4 separate regions of the Sus scrofa genome follow, and all the other regions are linked to region 4. A link is a contact called in public Hi-C and HiChIP or PLAC-seq data. All regions are on one chromosome and are shown on one strand. Each heading gives the region's core, a stretch centred on a gene start, on an enhancer-like site or on the middle of the called end of the contact. The rest is flanking DNA. Distances are from core to core; before and after follow the strand shown. Region 1 overlaps LOC106506610 (a long non-coding RNA gene). Region 2 holds the start of MKKS (McKusick-Kaufman/Bardet-Biedl syndromes putative chaperonin). Region 3 overlaps LOC106506610 (a long non-coding RNA gene). Region 4 holds the start of JAG1 (protein jagged-1).

Region 1 (5,778 bases), core at 2,919-5,418, 510 kb after region 4:
AACTTAAAAGGGAATGGCAAGGAAAGCACCAAATCTTGAAAAACAAACAAACCAAAAAACCCTCTTTCTTTCAATTTATCCACCAGGCATTTGAGCATAGGTGGTATTTTATTAGTGTTTTGAAATATTGCCTGTGACGCAAAGAAGGCTGGAAGATGCCACATCCATTCATATATTTTTCTAGAATTCTTATTGCTTCTAATTGTGGTGAACCAACCTCATTCTACCAGTCATGATTGCTTACAATGACTTGTCAGCCTTTCCATTTCCTGGTCACTTAAGTAAAGTGTACCCATCTATTTACTTACCTCCAATATTGCCAAAAACTACAGTGAGGAAAAACATTATCCAAGCCATCATATATTGAACTGTTATTATAAAATATTTGGCATTTATGTATAAATCGTTCCAGGCATAGAACTAAGTGCATATATTAAAACTTCTGAAATCCTTCTTCCAGAAAATGCTATCATTAAGTAGCCTTGTAAAGTCATTTTGTCATAATTGCATAATGTAATATAATTACTTTGCTGGTGTGTATGTGCACACATTCACACACACACAGACATGGACATACACACACACCAGCCATTCTATAAATTTCTGAAAGGCAGTGGCTATTCAATAAATTTTGGTAAAAAGGAATAGACATATTCATACCTATATGGTAACTTTGACCTTGACCAACTTAACCTTCCAATGGTCGTGACCATGCGTTATTCTTTTTAGAAGATATCAGTGTTGTTAGCAGAGCCCCTTGCATATACTAAGTACCCAATAAATAGCAGCTAAATACAGGATAAAATGAATACTGCCATTTTCTTTTTCAATCCCTAAGGGCCTGGCACAACTTCCAATAAATTCTAGGTTGTTTTCAGATGAAAAAACAGCAAAATGCTCTTATATCCAGGTTCTCATTTAACCCTGATGCAACCCCACAAAATGGTCGTGTTCACACTTTAAGATGAGAAAATTAAGCATAGAGAAGTTAAATGACTTGCTGAGGATCATTGAGAAATAAGTCATCTTGCCAGGCATCAAATCAAATCTTGATCTCTTTACACCATCAATTTTCTGTGTAGCATTGACAAATCCAAAGCCTGTCTCTCATTTACAAGTGGGGCTGCTTGGGAGACCTTCTTGAAGGTGGGGCATTTAATGGACAAGTTGTACTATCATCATTTTAGGTCAGCAGTCATGGCATCTACACCCACAAAACTGCCTCCTTTTCTCTTTATAAACTTAAAGGCTGAGTATTTCCCTTGTGAAAAATTCCCATACCTCATAAATAAATAAATATCCCATAAACTATGTTGCATATGATCTCAAGTTTAGATTCTTGGCTTTGCTGTCTGTTTGAATCTTAGGCTATCGTCGAACTCAAAGAACCTCCGAAGTCCCCACATATTTCAAGTTACACCTTTACCCTTCCCGTCTTGTGTGGAGTTTGAAATTCCAACTTGTTCCATTGAAATCTTCAATAAATGATCAATTATGCTATCAAATTCAGGCTGCCAGACACTTACGTACTCTTTCTTATATTTTTTTTTTATTATTTTCCCACTGTACAGCAAGGGGGTCAGGTCATCCTTAGATGTATGTATACATTGCAGTTACAGTTTTTTCCCCCACCCTTTCTTCTGTTGCGACATGAGTATCTAGACATAGTTCTCAATGCTATTCAGCAGGATCTCCTTATAAATCTATTCTAGGTTGTGTCTGATAAGCCCAAGCTCCCGATCCCTCCCACCCCCTCCCCCTCCCCCTCCCATCAGGCAACCACAAGTCTCTTCTCCAAGTCCATGATTTTCTTTTCTGAGGAGATGTTCATTTGTGCTGGATATTAGATTCCAGTTATAAGTGATATCATATGGTATTTGTCTTTGTCTTTGTCTTTCTGGCTCATTTCACTCAGTATGAGATTCTCTAGTTCCATCCATGTTGCTGCAAATGGCATTATGTCATCCTTTTTTATGGCTGAGTAGTATTCCATTGTGTATATATACCACCTCTTCCGAATCCAATCATCTGTCGATGGACATTTGGATTGTTTCCATGTCCTGGCTATTGTGAATAGTGCTGCAATGAACATGCGGGTGCATGTGTCTCTTTTAAGTAGAGCTTTGTCTGGATAGATGCCCAAGAGTGGTATTGCAGGGTCATATGGAAGTTCTATGTATAGATTTCTAAGGTATCTCCAAACTGTTCTCCATAGTGGCTGTACCAGTTTACATTCCCACCAGCAGTGCAGGAGGGTTCCCTTTTCTCCACAGCCCCTCCAGCACTTGTTATTTGTGGATTTATTAATGATGGCCATTCTGACTGGTGTGAGGTGGTATCTCATGGTAGTTTTGATTTGCATTTCTCTTATAATCAGCGATGTTGAGCATTTTTTCCTCTTTCTTATTTTATTTATTTATTTTCCCCATCATTTCCTTTAAAAACAAATCAAGTTGGATTAGCAAGAGGATTCTTCTTCCCTTTGGGTTTTGGTGTTTCATTTTGTATTGCCTTTTTTTTTTTTTTTTTTTTGATACAAAGTTTCAGTGTCCGTTCTGTAGAGATTTAGATGAAAAGCCATGCGTTTACAAAATGACAACCCATAGTCCCAAAGCTACAATGAACAAGACACTTTTGGAGAAGAAGATGGAGAAGAGCTTGGTAAAGTGAAGAATGCATGTTTTGAGGGGTCTGGAGACCCAGGTTTAAGGCCATGCCAAATCCCCTAGCCAGGCTCCATCTTAGTTCCTTTACAAAGTCTGGGCATGATAACAGCCGTTCCTTTGAGCAGCTTTGAGGCTCCTAAGAGGGTGATTAGGAGCACAAATTAAACTACGGATTTAATTGCCAAGTAGCATTATTATTGACCCAAACATAAAAATAGGTCTTTATCCATCATCAAAGAAAAAACCCAATGTTCTGTGTTCTGCTCTGTCCCACTGTGGCTGGGGAAAGAGGCTCTTTGTCCCTTTAAGAGCTCTCAGACACATCTCCAATCACATCCTAAAAGCCTTCCTGGTTGTGCCGCTTAGGTGCATCCGGTAGCACAGCCGTGTTCCGATCTTCCTGGCAGATGTCATAATTTACTGTCACCCTCATGCAGGAATGTGGTGCAAGGGGCCCCCTCTCTGGCTCTGTGATCCATTGCCTGACAAGTCCCAGTGTCAACCTTCACCAGGCCCAGCGGACGTGGAACACCATTTACCTGATAGGGCTGGTGATAAAGTGGGCAATTAGATGCACTTGGAAAATCCTGGCTGGAAACTGGCTGGCATTTGAGAAACATTACAGCTGAGTCGGGCTTCATAAAAGTTAAAGGGGGAAAATTAAGTCTTTCACAATCTACCTTGGTCTCTAAGGAAGTCAGGAGCCCAGAGCCCTATAGCTTTATCTTTTTTTGTGTCTCCCCAACCTTTTCACTCTATTTCCCCCAGACAGGAGACAAGGTAATATATTCTCACTGGAGATGGGAATGCATGGGAGAGACTTGAGGGTTAATGTTTCAAGTTTTTGATCTCAGAGCCGTGTGTGTTATTTCCTGAGCCCTCCATTCTCCCTCTCTCTTTCTCTCTCTCTCATATACAGACACACACAGTCACAGTGCTGGGATTTAACTTGGCACATTAGCTTCCATTTGGCCTGGAGTTTCTCTAGTGTGGTGCCAGCTCGCAAGTGTGATTTACTCAACATGTCTTTGCGGGCCCCCTCTTCATGTTCTCCTCACTGGGGTGCATCAGCTTGTTACTGATTAATGAGTCTGGGAGGTGAGTGACAGTTATCTGAAGGGCTCCCCAAAGTTGGATTCAAGAGACTGGCCCATATCTCCTGCTGCATTAAAGGTAGTTAGATTTCCTGCTGATAAGAGCACATGGAAAATAACTGTGCTCGCCCCTACCCCCACCTCCAAGCTGCCAGGAGCCAATCTCTCTGTATCAGGTCTCTCTGCTGCCCTGTACCTTTGCCATTTCCCTTCAGGCTGATAAACATTTCACCAACGAGAAGTAGGAAGTACGTCGAGAGGCTGGTCCAACTTGGGGCCTCATTTGGACGTGGAGGCTTTCTGAAATTGAAAAGTCAGGACTGATCTGGAAAAATGTGCTTACAGACAGTGGAACAGGAAAACGATTTCCTCCCCAAGGCTGGTTCCGCCTCCTCTGCTGGGTGGAGAAGGTGGGAGGAAGGGACAGGGCGTTCTCCGTGCCATTGGAATTCCCCTTTAGAGTCGGAGAATATGAGCAAGCCTTTGGCTTTTATTGTGTGTGTGTGTATTCTATTTTTCACCTAAAATAATCAGCTTGCAGAGAGGAAACAGAGGTACCTCCAGGAGGTTTTTTCCATCTTTAAAAAATGATGGGCTGGTAGGCTTCTAGAGGATGCTGGTGGCTGGATGGTGGGGACCACTTAGGTTTGGTGCCTGATTATAAGGAGGACAAGGGACAGCCAAGGGCCACCGGGTGTGTCCTGGTGCCAGAACTGCTTCATTGACGTGAGAGAGGAAGAATGACTGGGTCTGCTCCCCAACATTTTGAGAGGATGTCTGGGATTCTGGGTCAAGAAAGTCACAATCCCTTTGATGAATAAACCGGCTGTTTTAGTTGTTGAAGGTTAGGGAGAGTAAGCAACAGGGAATAGCAAATGATGTAGGTAGCGTGATGTTGACGTGTTCTTCCCCCATGTGTACCATGGTCCCTCCTGTCTTCCTGTGATGCTGACAAAACAGACTCAAGTGACATTTTCCTTAGAATACCTTCTCCTGGGCTTGAAGCCTGCCTCACTTATTGTCTTTGAAGAGTACATTCGAATGAGCGGTTGACAAGATCATATTTAAAAAGGCAACTGATTATATATATATATATATATAAACATCTATATTTATAATCCCATATATATATCCATATATATATATGGATATACATCATTGTATCCATATATGTGGTAATTTCCCAAAGATCCAGGCCCTGTGGGGAGCATAACTTTCAAAGAGATGCACCTTTGTGGAGAGCCAGAGGTGCTCTACTTCTGTGCCATGAGACTTCCAGAGTTGCTATGGCAAATTGCAGGTATGACTTCAAGTCTTTACCCCTCCATCTAGCCTCCCCCTATGAAATCCCTCCCATCAGGAAATGGGGTCTATTTCCTTATCCCTTAAATTTGTCCCTGTGACTTGCCTGGACCAACAGTGGAGGTTATGCAGTGCTTGTTCTAAGCCCCGAGATGCCCTGTGTGCTTCCTCTCACTCACTCAATGCTCCTCTGTCACCACTAAGACAACATGCTTGAACACCTTGCTGGAGAGTGAGACTGGCCCAGAGCCAGGCCATCCATTTGTCCTAACTGAGGCCACCTTAAGCCAGTCAGCAGCTCACTGACCTCCAGAAATGTGAATGGGCCCATGCAAGCCCAACCTCAATGAAACTTAGAGTTTTGAGCCCAAGTTTGGGGGTGGATTGTTACGCAGCATTATTACAGCAATAAATAGCTGATGTCAGTTGCTTTCTGCCTAACATCGTGTTTCCAGGTCTCATTTCTCACCCAGATTGCTGATTTTTCTTCACTATAAGCACATTCCATCAAGGCCCTGGTTGGGCAGAGAATGAATGGAAGGTCTGTGGCTTCTTTTTCAACATTTGTATGCCCCCCTCCCCCTTTTGCTTTACCTTAATTCTTTCTTCCCCCATACCTACCACTTACCACCAGAACGCTTTGTTTTTCTAGGGGATTTTAAATCAACACCAGACAACCTTGGCATTAGCAGGGAAGTTCTCTCTATTCTTTACAA
Region 2 (5,848 bases), core at 342-2,841, 270 kb before region 4:
AGGATCCGTAACCCACTGTGCTGGAGTGGGGATTGAACCTGCGTTCCAGTGCTCCAGAGAAACAGACCATCCCATTAGCTACAGCAGGAACTCCTGGGCTGACTTTAAGGGTCAATCCAGGCCCAGAGTTTTTGTGCGCCTGGTGGAGGCCATCCTTGGGATCACCCTGGAGCTCATCTTTTCCTATATACCCAATCCTGCTTTTCTTCCTTAGCAAGATCCAAAAAGTCATCCCTAATAAACGTCCTGCCCACAACTCCTTAGGGTCTGCTTCTCAGGGAACTCAATCCCGCACAATCTGGAAACCTCTTGTTCACTTATCAATGTGGACATTTATCGTTTTCCCGCCCATCATTGACTATAAGCTCCATGTGGGCAGGGACCATGTCTATTTTGGTCACTGCTATATCTGCTAACTCAGCACAGTGTGACAAATACGAATATAAAGTGATGGTGTTCATTTACAAATGAATGAAACCGCCAGAATAGAGGCTCTGTAGCCTCTGAAACAGCAACAGGATTTGGGGAAGATACAATTTGGGAGGAGGATGCATATGACCTCAGAGGGTCTCCACCTCAAAAAGATTTCCATCCCCAGAACGTCCAAAGCCCCGAGTCCTCCTTCTGCTTTCAGAGTTGGTACTACCACGCTGTGTAAAGGTCAAACATCTACTTCCACGTCAGAGGGCGGCTCTCACCTCCCAGACACAGGTGAGGCAGCGCAAGTGCAATCGGTGCTTTCACTGGGACATTTTTCCGTCTACTTTACAGTGTGGTCGCACAGATGGGAGACGGAGAGGGTCTACACCGGCAACTCTACCCAACCACTGGAACACCTCCTCGCGATTCATATTCCTTCCTGCAGCAAATCATCACTGCCCATAGCTGTTTTAAAGGTAAAATTTTGGCTTTCTACGGAGCCAGCCTACTCCTTGCCCCCGCTCCCAACTATCCTTCAGTGACACCAGTGACCTTTCTGAGCAGGGAGGAGCCACCCAAATGCCCCCCATCCCTTTCTTCGGCCAGGTAGAGAGCTGGCATTTTCACCGGCGGATCCAGCGTTCTCACCTGCGCACCGACCGCTGCGCCGCCTCCGGCCGCCGCCACTACCAGCAGGACCCAGACACCGAGACCCACTCACCCGCCGCCGCCTGTCCAGGCAACTGGTGCCCCGCGCTTAGAGATGGAGCATGCGCAATTCTGCGGGTGGCGCCGGCTCCGCTTATATTATGCTCTTCCGGGTTTTAGTGACACTCCCAGCCCAGAACGCGGTGGGCCGGACCAGAAGGGAAAGGGTGCGGAGCTTACTGTCAATCTCAGCAAATAGTTGAAACTGAAAAACTTAAATAACAGATCGAATGGACTTAAAGCACAGCATCTTCCATAAGGCGCGCGCTTAAGAGGTTCTTTTTATGAAAACGTGATCAACAGTTCTCCGCGGCTCCGAGGCTTCCCCGATTTGACCAATTCCAAAGCGCCGAATTCTGTCGTTCCTCGCCAATTCCCCGCCTTCCTTTGTGGCTGCCTGGAAAACCAGGAGAAAAGGAATTGACAGTGACCTCTTCTCTGGATGGGGTTGCAGAGTAGTCATGCGCAGAGCGAGCCCGTGGCGCTCAATTTAGCAGCTTCTGCCCTTAGTCCTCTTTCTGGGGGCTTTACGGGGAAGTCGGGAGCGTTCTAATTCTGTGCCCTTCAGCAGTTAGATAATTTCCGCGCTATCTCCCATCTTGCTTTTTAGATCGAGGACAAAACTTGTATTCTCCTGTCCCATTCAAAAGGATTGTTGAATAAATTTTGTTTATGGCGATTTAAAAATTTATCCGGCATTGTGAAAGCCACCTTTACTTTCCAACCTGTGTTTTCCCTGCTTTTCTCTATCGAAGTTTCGGGGGAATAGTCCCATCCTTGTGCTAGTAATTTTCCAGTGTCAAGAAGCACTCTGAACTACAGAAATGTTCACTTTATTTTTTCCTCGATCACCCCAGCCGTCTAGCAATGTGGGTACTGTAATTCTTCACCGGTCAATCGTGTTCATGTCGTTCTCAGCCTCTAAATAGACGTCCTTTGCCGCCATTCTTGTTTTGGGCTGTATTGAAAGCCGTGAGGTCCTGAGCGGAGGCCATTTTTCTTTTGGGCAGATCTCTCGCGCTCTCTGGGGCCTCGCTTAGTGTTTCGTCGCCATCTTAGATCCTGGTTGTGGCTTCAAGCCCATCGTGAGGCTACCCAGCTCATCTTGTGTTTGGGCGGCGGCTGTTTTCCTCTGCGCGCGCAGGCAGTCTCTGGGAAGCGGAAAGTAAGGCGGAAGCACGAATCCCCAAGCTTCTAAAGATTGGCTTGAGAGCCTGCTGCTGTTTCAGTCTGAGTTTGCACAGCCAGGTACTACTTCATCAGTGACCCTGGAGAGTAACAAAACAAATAAAAGCCCGAACCCAAACCCTGTCACCATCATAGGTAAGAACTTGGAAATCCTGACCACCTAAGATGTTCCTTCACTTGAACTAAACTGTTTGCCCATCTCCTCTCCCCCTTTGGTGTTTTCCCTTTGATTATTGAACCTTTTCTGAATCCTTCTCCCTATGCTTCCACCTCTCTCCACTGTCTTTGAAGAGCTAAAAAGTTGTTAAACCTAAGGGTTCGGGAAGCCTGGGCTTTACAGTGAAAGTGTTGGTCTGGAAAATTACTTTTTTTGAGGAATAAAATGAAGTACAACGAATGGGCCAGGTGTTTGTTTCAACATCTATGTGTACAAATAGATTACCCTTCCCAGACATTTTTTTGGGGTTGTGACAAACAATTCAGATGGTGTTTGTGTATACTTCTCATTGATTCATTCAGTACATTTGTTGAGTACCTAGTGTGTACTAGGTCATAAAGATTATGCGGTAAATTCAAACAAACAAACAAAATGGGATCTTTTATCTCATTATATCTCTTTGACAGTTACTCAGGGCAAGTAAAAGTATTCTATGGTTCTTAGAACCGCTACACTGTACAAACAAATATTTGCTTGCTCTTTCTGCTCCCCTGCCCCTTTATTTCCTGGACTAGAAATAAATGGTGTCGATACTTATTTCTTGGATTCTAGACATAACTATATTTGTAGGCCAACTGGCTAATTTTACAACCAATATTCAAATTACTTAAGGCCTTTTGCTCCAAGTGTGGTCTATCAACCACATCAGCATCACCTGGGAGCTTGTTAGCAACACAGTCTTACTCCATCCCAAGGCCCACTGAGTCAGAATCTTCCTTAAGAAGTGCACCTCGGGAGTTCCTGTTGTGGCTCAATAGATTAAGACCTCAACTGGTATCCAGGAGGATGCGGGATCCTTAGCCTCTCTCAGTGGGTTAAAGGATCTGGTGTTGCCATGGCCTGCAGTGTAGGCTGCAGAAGCCGCTCAGATCTGGTGTTGCTGTGGTGTAGGCTGGCAGCTGCAGCCCCTATTCAGCCCCTGGCCTGGGAGCTTCCATATGGCACAGGTGTGGTCTTTAAAAAAAAAAAATTTGCAGCTTAAAGTTCCAAGAGCAGGGATTCCCACCATGGACTAAAAGCAAAGACTGGGAGTTCCCGTTGTGGCTCAGGGTTAACGAATCCAACTAGGGACCATGAGGTTTCAGGTTCAATCCCTGGTCTTGCTCAGCAGGTTAAGGATCCATCGTTGCCATGAGCTCTGGTGTAGGTTGCAGACACAGCTCGGATCCTGCATTGCTGTGGCTCTGGTGTAGGCTGGTGACTACAGCTCCGATTAGACCCCTAGCCTGGCAAACTCCATATGCCGCAGGTGCTGCCCTAGAAAAGGCAAAAAGACTAAAAAAATAAAATGAAAGCAAAGACTGTCTCTTTTCAACCTGTGCTTCTGAAATAATTCACAGTACAGTGTCAATTCCATATTTTAAAGGCAGTGGACATATGGCACATTTTCCCATGCTTTTATCCATCAGCTTGATTTCGTGATGCTAATTTAGCCCTCTAAAAAGTTGAGAATTTGTCAGTTGGGTATATTGTTAGGTAGTTTGTTCTATGACAACATCTCATGTCATGTTTGTGTATTTTTACTTTTAACTTATTTAAAGTTGAATCAAAATGCTACATGTATTCAGTAGTTTAGTATTGACTTGAAAACATTGGGCCATAGTTTACCAAAGCCTTTTTTTTTTCATCTGTGCATATGGAAGTTCCCAAGCTAGGAGTCGAATTGGAGCTGCAGCTGCTGGCCTAAGCCACAGCCATAGCAGTGCAGGATTGAGCCACATCTGTGAGTGATGCTGCAGCTTACATCAATTCCAGATCCTTAGTCCACTGAGTGAGGCCAGAGATTGAACCGGCATCCTCATGGACATTATGTTGGATTCTTAACTGGCTGAGCCACAATGGAACGCCTACCAAAGCTTTTTTTGAACTTTGCTTAATCTGCCTAAATGAGAAATCTAAATCTAATTTATCTCAGGGGTTCTCAACTTTGGCTGCTCATGCAGATCACTGGAGTGCTTTAAAAAACAAAAACAAAAACAAAAAACAACTCTAGACCAGTATCAGTAGAGGTTGAGATCCTCTGGAGGAAATTTGAGGAACCCTAATTCAAATCCTGGCTCCTCCAGCTACAGCTGTATGATCTTGAGCAGATTACTTAGCCCTTCTATGCCTTAGTTTCCTCATTTGTAAAATAGGTTTGATATATGAGGGTCAGATAAGTTAATGTAAGAAAAGTACTTAAGGAGTTCCCGTCGTGCCTCAGTGGTTAAGGAATCTGACTAGGAACCAAGAGGTTTCAGGTTCAATCCCTGCCCTTGCTCAGTGGGTTAATGATCCGTGGTGTAGGTTGCAGATGCGGCTCAGATCCCGAGTTGCTGTGGCCCTGGCGTATGTGGGTGGCTACAGCTCCGATTAGACCCCTAGCCTGGGAACCTCCATATGCCTCAGGTACGGCCCAGAAAAGACAAAAAAAAAAAAAAAAAAGTGCTTAAAACAGTGCCTAGCACATAGTCACAGCTATGTAAATATTAGTTGCCATTGTTATAGTTGTTTGTATTAAAGTTTTTTTCATGCATGCAAATCACTTAAGGGGAAAAGTGTTGGAATTCCATGACTTTTCAGGACATGTACCCATTTGGAAAAGAAGGTGGTTTAAATATAGTATACTAAGTCAGGAAGATATGTGTGCGGGTGTGTTTCAATGGTCTTTTCTTTTTTTCAAACACCTATATTGAGGTATAATTGTCATACAGTAAACTCACATATTTAAAGCGTGCAATTTGATGTGTTTTACACATATACGCCCATGAAGCCATCAGTACAGTCAAGATAATGTGCATACATTATCCACCCCCCCTCCCTCCTCCCCACCCCCCAAAGTTTTCTCTGGCCCTCTTATAATCCGTCTGGCTTCTCTCTCCCAGGCAACCACAGATCTGTTTTTTGTCATTCTACATAAGTTTGCATTTCCTAGGATTTTATCTAAATGGAATCTTAGAGTATGTGCTGTTTGCGGGGTGGGATAGCATCTGGTTTCTTTCATGAATCGTAATTGAGAACCATCTGTGTTGTTGCAGGTGTCAGTAGTTCATTCCTTTGTGGTTGCTGAGTAGTATTCCATTGCATGGATAGATTAATTTGTTTACACTTTCACCAGTTGAAGGGCATTTGGCTTGTTTTTTATTTTCACATTAAAAACTTATTTTAATTTCATATTAAAATATCTAGTTACTTCATATTAAAAACATTTTAATTTAATATTAAAAAAAATATCTAGTTATTTGGTGGCCAAGCCTTCTACACATAGAGAAACTGGGAGATACCGGTGGTAAAATGTGGTAAAATGTATTTGTGTTGGGACTTTATCTCTGCCAT
Region 3 (5,359 bases), core at 2,407-4,906, 440 kb after region 4:
GGGGGGTACTGGCAAAGACAAAGACAGAATCCAGTAGGGAAAGGTCCAAAGAAAGTTAGCTTTTGAGTCAACATTTATATCTACAAGATCTAAACTGGGGAAAGCACAGAGTGTCTCCACAGCCAAAGCCAAACAAATAGATTTTTTTTTTTTTATGAAAGTAACATCCTTATGACCTAAATGGGTGTCTATGCAAATTTTAAATGGAGAACCACAAATTCAATGAACTAAAATAGTATCACATCACCCAACATATTTTCAGAAGTCAATCTTTGGGTGAAATGATTTCTGGGTTTCTTCACCAGGTATGGTTTTGGAGTGTGATGTTTTTCATCAGGCATGTCTTTGTCTATTACTTTCTTTGTGGGCTTTTGACTAGAACAGGGAGAGACATTACTCAGAATGAGGACAGAGACTGAGACTGTCTGTTTCCAGGAACAAAACTTTATTTTAAATGTCTACTTTGCTCCAGCGTTCTTATCTTGTTTTGTTTTGTCTTGTTTGTGTGAATGTGTGTTTGCATGTAACTACACAATGAAAAAAATCTTCAGATGTTTATCATCAGATTATATGGACTTACAAATTTAGAAAGAGTTACAGATTCCTCAAGGCATGAAGGTGTCTTACAAAAGGATGGGTTGTAAATGCATGTTTATTTATTTTTTCCAAGCACAAATGTAATACTTAATGTTCATTGCCAACAATTAAAGCGTTACAAAAATATTTAACAAAAATACCAGTGATAACTTCTGTTAATAATTGACAGAATACTCCAACATTTTTTTCTGTGGATTTATATACACATAATAATACTGTTACAATTTAGGGGTGCAGCCTTTTAAATGAAATTGAATCAGAATGTACATACCACAAAAGAATGGGGTATAAACAATGGACTTGCTTTTCGGATGTCTAAAACTGCTATGGACAGCTCATTCCTTTCAGAACTGGAGCATTTAGACAACTTCAGATCATTGTTTCTCATTCAAAAAAGTCACATTTTATAGACAAAAGTAACTTTATTACATTTATGTAAGTTGATTACATATAGAAAAGAGCTCATTGAATAGCTATTTTACCATAATTACTTTATTTGTATTTGTTTGGCTTTTTACAATACATATTTATATAAGATGACAATGCATTTAGCCAGAATAAAATAATTCAGTTAATTTTGAATACTACTTCCCACATGTTTAAATGGAAAAGAATGAAAATGTTTTACTGCAAAATAAGAGAGAGTTCATCTTACTGGTACTGGAATCTGATATGAAGAAAAGAAAAAATGTTAATTTAACCTATATGTAGGATTTCCTCTGTATTAAATGACTTATCTCTATATCTTTTCAGCCCTATCATCATATCAAGTGTTAATTTTCCCCTAATTTTTTATCTACATGAAGTTTTTAAAATGTATTCTGATGCTAGCATGATATAATACTGAAGGCTGAATTATAAATCAAGAGACCAGCAGCCATTATGGAGAACAGTATGGAAGTTCCTTAAAAAAACTAAAAATAGAGTTACCATATGATCCAGCAATCTTACTCTGGGTCATATACCCAGAAAACACAAAAATTCTAGTTAGAAAAGATCCATGAACCCCAAAGTTCATAGCAGCACTATTTACGATAGCCAAGATATAGAAGCAACCTCATCAACAGATAAATTGATAAATAATCTGTGATATATATATGATTATTATATATATATATATTACTCAGCCATAAAATGCAATATTACTCAGCCATAAAAAAGAATGAATAATATCATTTATAGCAATTTAGATGGACTAGAGATTATCATACTAAGTGAAATAAGTCAGACAGAGAAGGACAAATATGATATCATTGATTTGTGGAACCTAAAAAATGATACAAATAAACATATTTATAAACAGAAACAGACTCACAGACATAGAATATAATCTTTTGGTTACCAAAAGAGAAGGATGGGGAGGGACAAATTAGGGGTGTAGGATTAACAGATACACACTGCTAAATATAAAATAGACAAAGAAGGACCTGCTATGTAGCACAGGGAACCATATTCACCATCTTGCAATAACCTATAAGGGAAAACAATCTGAAAAAAAAAAAGAATTGTAAATATATTTGAATCACTTTGCTGTACACCTGAAACTAACAACATTGTAAATCAATACACTTAAAAAAAAAAAAAAGAGAGAGAGAGAGACCAGCACAAGGGCTCTAACTTGGCCATGGATTTGCTATGTGGTTTCAGGTCTAATCAGGTGATCTTCTGAGGTGTCCATTAACCTGTGCTGGAGGAATCTACAGAGGATTGAACATAACAGTGTCTAAGTCTCCTCTTGGTGTCTATCTACATTAAGTAAAAGCCTGTAGTCACTCTTGGTGTGCCTTTTACTTTGGCCATCAGAAGTTTGCCCTAGACTTTCCTCGGGACAGTACTATGTTAAAGAAAGATATTATTCTAGATTCTCCTTCCCCAGAGTCAAGCTGTTTTCATAATCACTTGGATCTGGGAATGAAGAGCTTTCCCCACAGGGGCATATGTTTTCTATTTGGAAAACAGTTCTGGGAAGGCCATTCTAATCAGGCTTGTGCACCTTCCTTTGAACTTGATGGCTCAGTAAACAAAACAATACCTCCAAACTATTCCAAACACCAGCATGAGCTGCCATCCTTGATAAGTTAGTGTGTGAATCTCTCTTTCCTTGTTGCTTTTATTGGAAGTGACATATCGTATTTCTGCAAGAAATTAAATCTGACCCACATGGAGCTCTTTTACACAGAAAATTCGAGAACATGGGTTATTGGCAGATGTAAGGTAAATAAAGAACCTTTGATGGTGTTTGGGTGCTATGAAGCGCATTCACTGCCACAGACCAGCAGTGACTACATCGTTCACAAGTGGTAAGGCTGCAATAAAGTTGTGCCATTCCTCCAAAAGTTGTGGTATTGAAATTTATACTAATCATCCTACTGCCAGTTGTATTTGTGTCTACATATCTATCTAATTGTGCTAACTTTTATGGACTATTTTACTCCTTCCCATTCCTTTTTTCTGTTACTATGGAAAGGATTGGCTTATTAGTTTGGGTAGAGGAAGAAATGATGACAGTCAATCTTCAAGTCTGAAATATGTTCTCAGGTCTGGAAAAGTGGGTTGTGAAAGAATTTTGAGCTCAATTGATTATATGTAGCAGTTTAAGTTAAACTATACTAATCTGAATCTCATGAATTGGTAGAATATGAGCTTGAAGACAAGTTAGTTCTTTATGGGGCAACAGACTTATTTACCCCGGCAATGAAAATATGACTAGTTGTATTTTGTTCAAAACTTGATAAACAATGCAATGATATTACAAGTTGAAGCATTACTTCATTTTGGATCTTCAGTATTTGATTATGAGCTGTCCTCAAATTTCTTATTTACATTTCCCGCTCACTTGTATGTGACATTCATTCATCAGGAAATTAATGAGGGCCTACTATGTGCCAGACACTTTGTCAGATGTTAGGGTATAACTATAGCTCTGAACTGACTGGAATTCTGGGAGTTATAACAGTTATATTGGTTTCCAAATAATAATTAACTTCTGAGGTTATTTGTGAAGGCCATTCTGATGACTTCAGAATGAATGAATTCAGAATGATGACTCTGAATTTTTGGCAAACATAGGTCCATCCCATGTTTTGAGAGTTGAGTGAGGTCCCCTGGAATGTTCTAGGAACCCAATCTCGGTATTTGCTAATGAATCTGGCAGTTAGTTCTCTTCATGAGTCTTAAGAGCCATGAGGTTGAAGTCTTTTCACCTATGATGAAAGAAGAGGCAACTTTGAGGGAACAAAGAAAAACCAACAATAAATTTTCCTACTCACAGTTATGCAGTTTTTCCTAAAAGAACAAGTGGAAGATCTAGGTGAAATCAGATTTGTGGTCCATAGGAGATTCTTGGATCCTGTAGAGAGGTAATCAGGAGACCGGAAACATCATGCTTCACAGAAAGTTAGGCCAAATTCTTATAAGCCTAAAAAAATTCATTTACAAACTTATTTTCTGTTTTTCCTTGTGCACATTTTGATGAGTGGTATACCTCTGGACAGGTATTCACTTCCCCTTAATTTTAAAATTTACTGGCATGAAGTTGTCATAGCCTGTTTTTTTTTTTTTTTTTTTTAAATGTCTTAGGATCTTTAGTGATTCCTTTTCATTACTGATGTTAACTATTTGTTGTTCAAATGTAATTCTTTGCCTCTTTTTCCTTCCCTCTCTCTGACCCTTTCGGGTGCTCTCTCTCTCTCCATCAGTATCACCAGGAGGATATTTTATTATTCTTTTTGAAGAGTCACCATTTAGCTTTGTATGTCAATTGTTTTAATCAGTTTCTATTTTTATGCTAATTACTTCCCTTTTCTATTTCCTTTGTATTCACTATGTTGTTCATTTTTCTAACTTCTTGACAGGGACACTTAGATGATTGACTTCTAGCTATTCTTCTTTTCTAATATATACATTTTTAATGCTATACATGTCCCTTTATAAGCACAATTTTAGTTATATTTTATAAGTTCTGATATGTCATATTTTCATTTAGTTCAAAATATTTTCTAATTTTCATGTTTTCTTTTTGACCCTCTGGGTTATTTAGAGATGTTTTGTTCTATTTAATTTCAAAATAGAGATTTTCTGTTTATCTTTTTTTATGGTCTCTAGCTTAGTTCCACTGTGTTTAGAGTACATCCTTTATATTATTTCAAGGATTTTGAAATTCAGTGAGATTTTCTCTATAGCACAAAATATTATGACTTTGGAAATGTCCATAAATATTTGAGAAAGATGCAATTTCTGAAGTTTGCAGGAGCAATGGTCTAATAGCCTGAGGTCAGGTTTGCTAATTATATTGCATGTCTGCTCTCTACTTTCTAATTTTTTGGTGTATTTATTAATTAAGACTTTTTATTACAAACTTCTGCCACTTATATCAAATGCTATTTCTACATCTATTGAAATGTTTTCTTTCTCCTTTTTTCCATTAATGTGGTAAATAATTTATATATAAATTTTTATATATAAAATTATATAAAAATATATAATTATTTCAAAAAATCAAAATAATTATATATTGATCTTTCAGATGTTAAATGAACTTTATATTTTAGTATTGATGAATTGTCTTTTTTAAAATTTGTTTAATAGTATTGTGTGCCTTTTAAATTTATGGCTTGATGTCTTTTGTCACTTAGGAAAAACTCCTAACTATTATCTTTCAAATATTGTTCGGTCACATTCTCTCTCTCTTTTCCTCTTGGGATTCCAAATACCTGTATGTTTGTTAGAAACTTTCAATATCTCCCATATGATTTTTACATTC
Region 4 (5,241 bases), core at 1,754-4,253:
TTCTGGGTCACTTTCCCGAGCCAGCCTGGGGAGCAAGGCTCCCTGTGTTCAAACCAGCCCTTTCTCTGACCCTACTCTTCAAAATGAACCTCAGCCAGCCCTGCAGCTTTTCCACATCAGTAATAAGATTCCTTTTATGGTCTTGTGAAAAGCGAGGGGCTCCAGACCGATCCTCCTTGGGAGGGTGGAACCACCTGCAGGCCCCTTCCCAGGAAAACTCCAAACACACTGTCAAGGGCAAGGGCGGCGGTCGGTCGTCACAGTAACTTGGCCCCAGCCAGATTAAAAAGTGGCCAGCCTCTTTAAAGTTCTCCCTAATAGGGGATTAACAAACAAGATAAACTCTCTTCGTAAAAATGAGATCCCACAACAGACTCAGTCCTTCATCCTGAAAGAATTCCACAAACCACAGGTTTTTATAAGTCTCCTTTAATGGCATGTTTCTGATAACTGTCTTATCTCACCCAGGCAGAGGGCACTTTATAACGCCAGCTCCAGTAAACGCGGGCCTGGAGAGCCATCCCATCTTCTCACACGCTCCAAGGCTGACTTTCTCCCCTCCCTTCCCAGAGTTGCGATCCCAACCCGAGCCCGCGATAGGAGGCAGCAGAGTGCGCCCCATCAGAGCACGTGGCGGCGAGTAATTCCCCCGGGCCCCGAGCTCCCCCTCTCACCACCCACCCGCCCAGCACAGGCCGGGCCAAGCTCCAGTCCTGGCACCGTATCACGCCTCCTGGACAGCAGGAGCGGGGCAGAGGGCACCAACATTTTCCCCTTTCCTCCCCTTCTGTAATCGCGCTCATCTTTCCACCCATTTCGAGATGTTGCCAGGGCCACTGCCTGGAGCGGCTAGCGGGGTGGGGGTCCTTTGCACTTGCACCGGCGGGGGCTGCCTCCAACGGCCGCCCCTTCCAGGCCTCCGCACGCCCCCGAACGCTCGCAAGGGCCCGCGCGCCCGCCGGACGAGGGCGTACCCCCGCCCTTCCCGGGGAAGTTTGCAAACACAGCTGTTCCCGAGCCCGGGAACCGCTGGAAGTGAGGCCACAAGGGCTACACCGCGCGGGGGCGAGGGCAGGAAGGGACCGGCAGGGGGCGGAGGCTCCCTGGCCCAGGGCTCCGGCAAAAGCCGGGACACCCCCACCCCGAGGCGGCGGTGGACCCAGGCCTTACACCCGGCCCAGAGCGCGCCCCCGCACGCACCGAAATCTCCCGGGGAGCAGCGGGAAGCGGGCTCCCCACACCCTCCAGGAAGGACACACCCGCCTTCTCGGCTGCTCACGGGAAACGGGAAGGTGCCAATTTGGACGGCGTTCGAAGGCCAGAATTGTGCAGAGCCGCCTTCCACTGCGCATCAGGTTTAATTGGTTGAGCAAAGATCATCTATAATGACCTCCTGGCTCGGGCGGCTACTCTGGGGCCTTCAAGTTGCAAGTTTCAACCGGCCTTCCTGGGAGCCTCGCCCCACAATCCCCTCTGGGGTCTCACTTGTGTGCTCTTAGCAAAAAGGACTGGGACTGGGGCCTGCTGAGATCTAGCTACACAGTCTCAGCTCCCTAACACCCCACCCCAAAGACGTCCTGGGTTAATGCCGAGTTTCCAGCCAAGGCGCTGTAAATCCCTCTCCTCTCTCAAGAGAAATCAGGGTTCCGCTCGCGGGTGCGGACCCCAGGCCGGCCCGGCAGTCACTCACCGGCCAGGCGAAACTGAAAGGCAGCACGATGCGGTTGCGTTCGTTGCCGCGACTGGCCTTGAGGTTGAAGTTGTTGCCCCCGATGACAGGCGTGGACCCCGAGCCGAAGCTGCAGGGCCCCCCGGCCGTAACGCGCCACTGGTACTCCTTGAGGCACACTTTGAAGTACGTGTCACACTCGTCGCGGGAGCACTTGCGGTCCCCTGGGTTCCGGGCGCCGCCGCAGCAGTTCCCGTTCTGCAGCTCCCCATTCACGTTCTGCATGGACAGGATCTCCAACTCGAACTGACCGGAGGCCCAGCACACCTGCCGGCAGGGGAGGGAGGGAGGTCAGCACAGGGGAAAGTTGTTTTCTTCGAGGGTGGAAGTGGAGACTCCTTCCCCGCCCGCCCCGACGAGCCCTTGGCGCCAAGTGAAGATAATTTTGCAAAACTGGGTGCAAGGGCTTAACGTGATTCCCGGGCTTAGGAGGCTGGAGTGTGGGAGAAATCCGACACGACTGTTCCCGGGGAGCAAGCAAGCCCTGCCCAGCCTGGGGGTACATTTAGGAGCCCAGGGGCTCCTACAGCCCAGGTGCAGCCTCTCGGGCGTAGGGGCCCAGGCAGGAGCAGGAGCCCTGGGGCTCCCGAGGCTGCTACAGGCGCTCAATCGCAGGCGTCCAGGCGCCGCGAGGGAAACGAGAGGGCGGGCTGGGAGGGGGGCCGGGTAGACTCCTACCTTGGCTCGCAGGGCGCAGAGCAAGGCGAGCAGGAGGCTCAGGGGGCGCCCGGGCCGGCCGCGCGTCCGTGGGGACCGCATCGCTGCACCGCGCGCCGCGGGCACTCGGGACGCCGCCGCCGCCGCTGCTGCTCGCGCTGGTGCTGCCGCTGGTGTTGCCGCCGGTGCTGCCGTCGCCGCTGCCCCTGCGGCCGCCGCGTCCGGGCTCTAATATACTCCGCCGATTGGAGCATGCACGACTGGAAAACAACACCACTTTTCAAAAGCCCTTTCAAGAGCGGCCCGTTCCAGAAGGCAAAGAGCCCGGCCTCCTTTTATTATTCTGATCGCTTCTTTGAGGCGCTCCCCCTCCTCTTCCACCTCCCGGCTTTCTTTCCTTCTCTCGCGCTCCCCTTCTTTTATTATTATGATTATGCGCAGCCTTTTATTCCCTTTCAGATCAGCTGCTCAGAAAGGAGGGAGGGAGGGGAGGAAGGAAAAAAAATAAAAAAATAAAAACCCGAGCCCAGCTCGCGGCCCGGCCGCAGGTAACACAATGACGCGTGCCCGCCCGGCTCTCGGAGAGGGACTCAGAGAGCCCGTCTGGGAGCCGCGGCTGGGGCTGGCCACCTCTACCCAGCGCGCAGGACAGGCGCATGCGTGCTTATTAATATTCATGAGGGGCGTGACCACCAGCGACACGCCCCTTCCCTCCCAAAGGATGGGGAGGGGGAGTACTGGAAAGAACTTAGAAGGGGTTGAGGGTGGGAGACGCGCAGGGCCACGTAGACGTCTGAGGGCCCAGCGTAGACCCCTGCCCTCGGGTGTTTGGGTCCAGGCGGGAAGAAGGGCAGGAGGCTGGAAGGAACATGAAGGCTCCGTTGCTCAGGGACGCGCGGGGCCAGTTTGACGCCCAGGGCCCCCTGCGCGGACCGCCCCCTTGGGCACCTCGCGCCGAGCGCCTCTGGCCTCCTGTCGGAGCCCCAGGTGTAGGCGCCTCGGCACTGCCTGAGCGATCGGAGCGGGGCGGCTTCCGCCTTCCGTGCTGCCTGCGTCAGCCGCGGCTTTCGCCCCTGTAGGAGGGCCTGCCCTCCGGGAGCCCGGCCCGCTTCCCGCGAGCGAGTGAGCAAGCCGCCCAGAGCGCGCAGCTGGCGGCAGAAGCGGCGGCGGCGAGGCTGGCGCGCTGGCCGCCGTCTGCTTGCCGGGCAGAGGCGACCTGGGCAGGCGCTGCTGGGAACTTTGAAAAACTTTCCCGGAGCCGAGCTGGCCGCAGATTCGAGGGGAAGCCTCGGCCGCGCCCCACCCCCTCCCAAATCCGAGTCTGCGGAGCCTCAGAGGGCTCCCAGCTTCCTTTCCAAACCGCGCCGGGGCAGAGGAGGGGAAGCCAGACGAGGCCAGAGGGCAGCGGGCACGCGGGGGTCCTGCCCAGGCAGAGATGCTGATGGGCTAGGGCTCGCACCCTCCCGGTCCCGCCGCCCAGGCCGCAGTGCCTGAATTGCACCTGTAGGCGGCCTCCGAGCAGCTCTGGGTGGCCAGAGAGCTTGGAAGGGACTGTCTCACTGCCAGAGCCTGGCAGCAGAACTTAGCTTCTCTGGGGTGGCAGTGGAAACTGATGCTATTTTCTACCTTGAGGCGAGCCTCGCAATTAACAGCGACACTCTCGGTCATAACCAAGGTCAAAGGGAAACCTGCAGGTTGGCCGACGCCTCCACCAAGCCCTCTAGGCGGACCTACTGCTGTGTTTGAGGGAATCTCTTTAGAGAAAAAAAGGTTAATTTCCACTGAAAGGTGGACAAAGTTTTGGCCCCTCTGTTGGCTACGTCCTGCCGAAAAAAAGTGATTCTTCAGGGGCTGGATGATGGCTGGATGTGAAGCATGATGGGCTGCAGGGGTCAAGGGAAAGTATTTTCCAACATGCTGAGTTAGAGAATAAAAGGGTGGTTATTTACTTACTACATTTCATGGGTGGGTCAATATGGGCAGTATTTTCAGTACTAGATCTCATCCCACCAGGGAATAAAATAAGGCAGCTAACTGACCTCTGTGTTGCCTTGGTTCAAAGTCACCAAGGATGGCTTAGGAATCTTGGCATTTTAAGGATGCAAGAAATGCTCCTAAGAAAGGCACCTTCTCAATGTATCCCATCTTGATCATTGGTGAAAGAATTAGTCCATATTTGGGAAGGGACATATCCAAGAGCAGGATAAGTCTGCAGCTGCCATAAACAGACAATCTGGGTGTTTCCTCTTAACTGACCCCAGTCCCGGTCCCTCCCCCCATTTTCTTGAGTACTAGGCATCCAGTTGTCAAATATAATTTCACCTAGACTTCTCTCACCAACTCTCAAACCAATCTCTCCTACCACCCCCAGTTTTCCCAGAATGGGGTGCTAAATAATGGTTTAAAAGCAAATGCTGGTTCTAGAAAAAAAAATTATGATGGCTGTTGAGGCCTTAAAATACACACTCCTTAGAATTCCACCTGTTGTAACCTATTTCAATTCTGCGCCCTGTGATCTGTTTGTCTCACACCCCTCAGGAAGAATCCAGGTCGTTAGCTGAAGAGTTTAGATCCAGCCACCTGACTTAATTTGAGAGGGCTACCTGAGAGGTGTTCCAGGTAGGGATATGGTGAGCATGTAAGCCAAGGTCGGCTCCAAGCCACAGGTGAATTTAGCCCACTTAATAACAAGAGAACATAGATTTCTAAGGGAGTGGATTCTATCTGATTAACCCAAACAGATGTCAGATCACTAATTAACACAAAATTCTCATGCCATAGAGCATGGTGCCCCTCACCCTTCCTGAGCCTGGGGACCCACTTTTAGAGAAAACAGTTGTGGGTGAGAGGGAATT

The links. Hi-C and Micro-C count contacts between places; a contact is called where the count stands out from the background. HiChIP or PLAC-seq counts read pairs in DNA pulled down with a chosen protein or histone mark.
Region 1: a contact with region 4 is called in a Hi-C map of subcutaneous adipose tissue, with 1.7 times the contacts expected there. The contact joins the enhancer-like site here to the promoter of JAG1 in region 4. A contact is called at or near these places in 1 of 5 promoter capture datasets (liver), 5 of 47 Hi-C or Micro-C datasets (alveolar macrophages, fetal heart ventricle, heart right ventricle and 2 more) and 1 of 2 datasets of contacts at active chromatin or transcription factors (skeletal muscle).
Region 2: a contact with region 4 is called in an H3K27ac HiChIP or PLAC-seq map of alveolar macrophages. The contact joins the promoter of MKKS here to the promoter of JAG1 in region 4. A contact is called at or near these places in 1 of 5 promoter capture datasets (liver), 6 of 47 Hi-C or Micro-C datasets (heart right ventricle, liver, psoas muscle and 1 more) and 1 of 2 datasets of contacts at active chromatin or transcription factors (alveolar macrophages).
Region 3: a contact with region 4 is called in a Hi-C map of embryonic fibroblasts, with 3 times the contacts expected there. The contact joins the enhancer-like site here to the promoter of JAG1 in region 4. A contact is called at or near these places in 6 of 47 Hi-C or Micro-C datasets (alveolar macrophages, embryonic fibroblasts, fibroblasts and 3 more) and 1 of 2 datasets of contacts at active chromatin or transcription factors (skeletal muscle).

The regions. Positions count from the first base shown.
Region 1 is chr17:20,135,218-20,140,995 of Sscrofa11.1, forward strand. The region is part of intron 7 of LOC106506610 (a long non-coding RNA gene); the gene reads left to right. All of the region lies in intron 2 of LOC110257380 (a long non-coding RNA gene), which reads right to left. Among named protein-coding and RNA genes, the nearest start is that of TRNAC-ACA, 26 kb to the right of the region's middle. Within about 2 kb of position 4,169, at least 10 of the 83 cell types and tissues checked have an H3K27ac peak or open chromatin away from gene starts, as enhancers often do.
Region 2 is chr17:19,361,416-19,367,263 of Sscrofa11.1, forward strand. It overlaps MKKS (McKusick-Kaufman/Bardet-Biedl syndromes putative chaperonin), which reads right to left and starts at 1,592. Exons shown (of 6, transcript XM_001928784.6): 1 at 1,069-1,592. It overlaps SLX4IP (protein SLX4IP), which reads left to right and starts at 2,312. Exons shown (of 12, transcript XM_021078052.1): 1 at 2,312-2,451.
Region 3 is chr17:20,064,680-20,070,038 of Sscrofa11.1, forward strand. All of the region lies in intron 2 of LOC106506610 (a long non-coding RNA gene), which reads left to right. LOC106506612 (a long non-coding RNA gene) reads right to left here. Exons shown (of 3, transcript XR_002339933.1): 3 at 2,084-3,800. Among named protein-coding and RNA genes, the nearest start is that of TRNAC-ACA, 97 kb to the right of the region's middle. Within about 2 kb of position 3,657, at least 1 of the 83 cell types and tissues checked has an H3K27ac peak or open chromatin away from gene starts, as enhancers often do. A contact at or near this core is called in embryonic fibroblasts, where this site is marked.
Region 4 is chr17:19,626,656-19,631,896 of Sscrofa11.1, forward strand. It overlaps JAG1 (protein jagged-1), which reads right to left and starts at 3,004. Exons shown (of 26, transcript XM_005672699.3): 1 at 2,408-3,004; 2 at 1,691-1,996. The coding sequence starts at 2,488.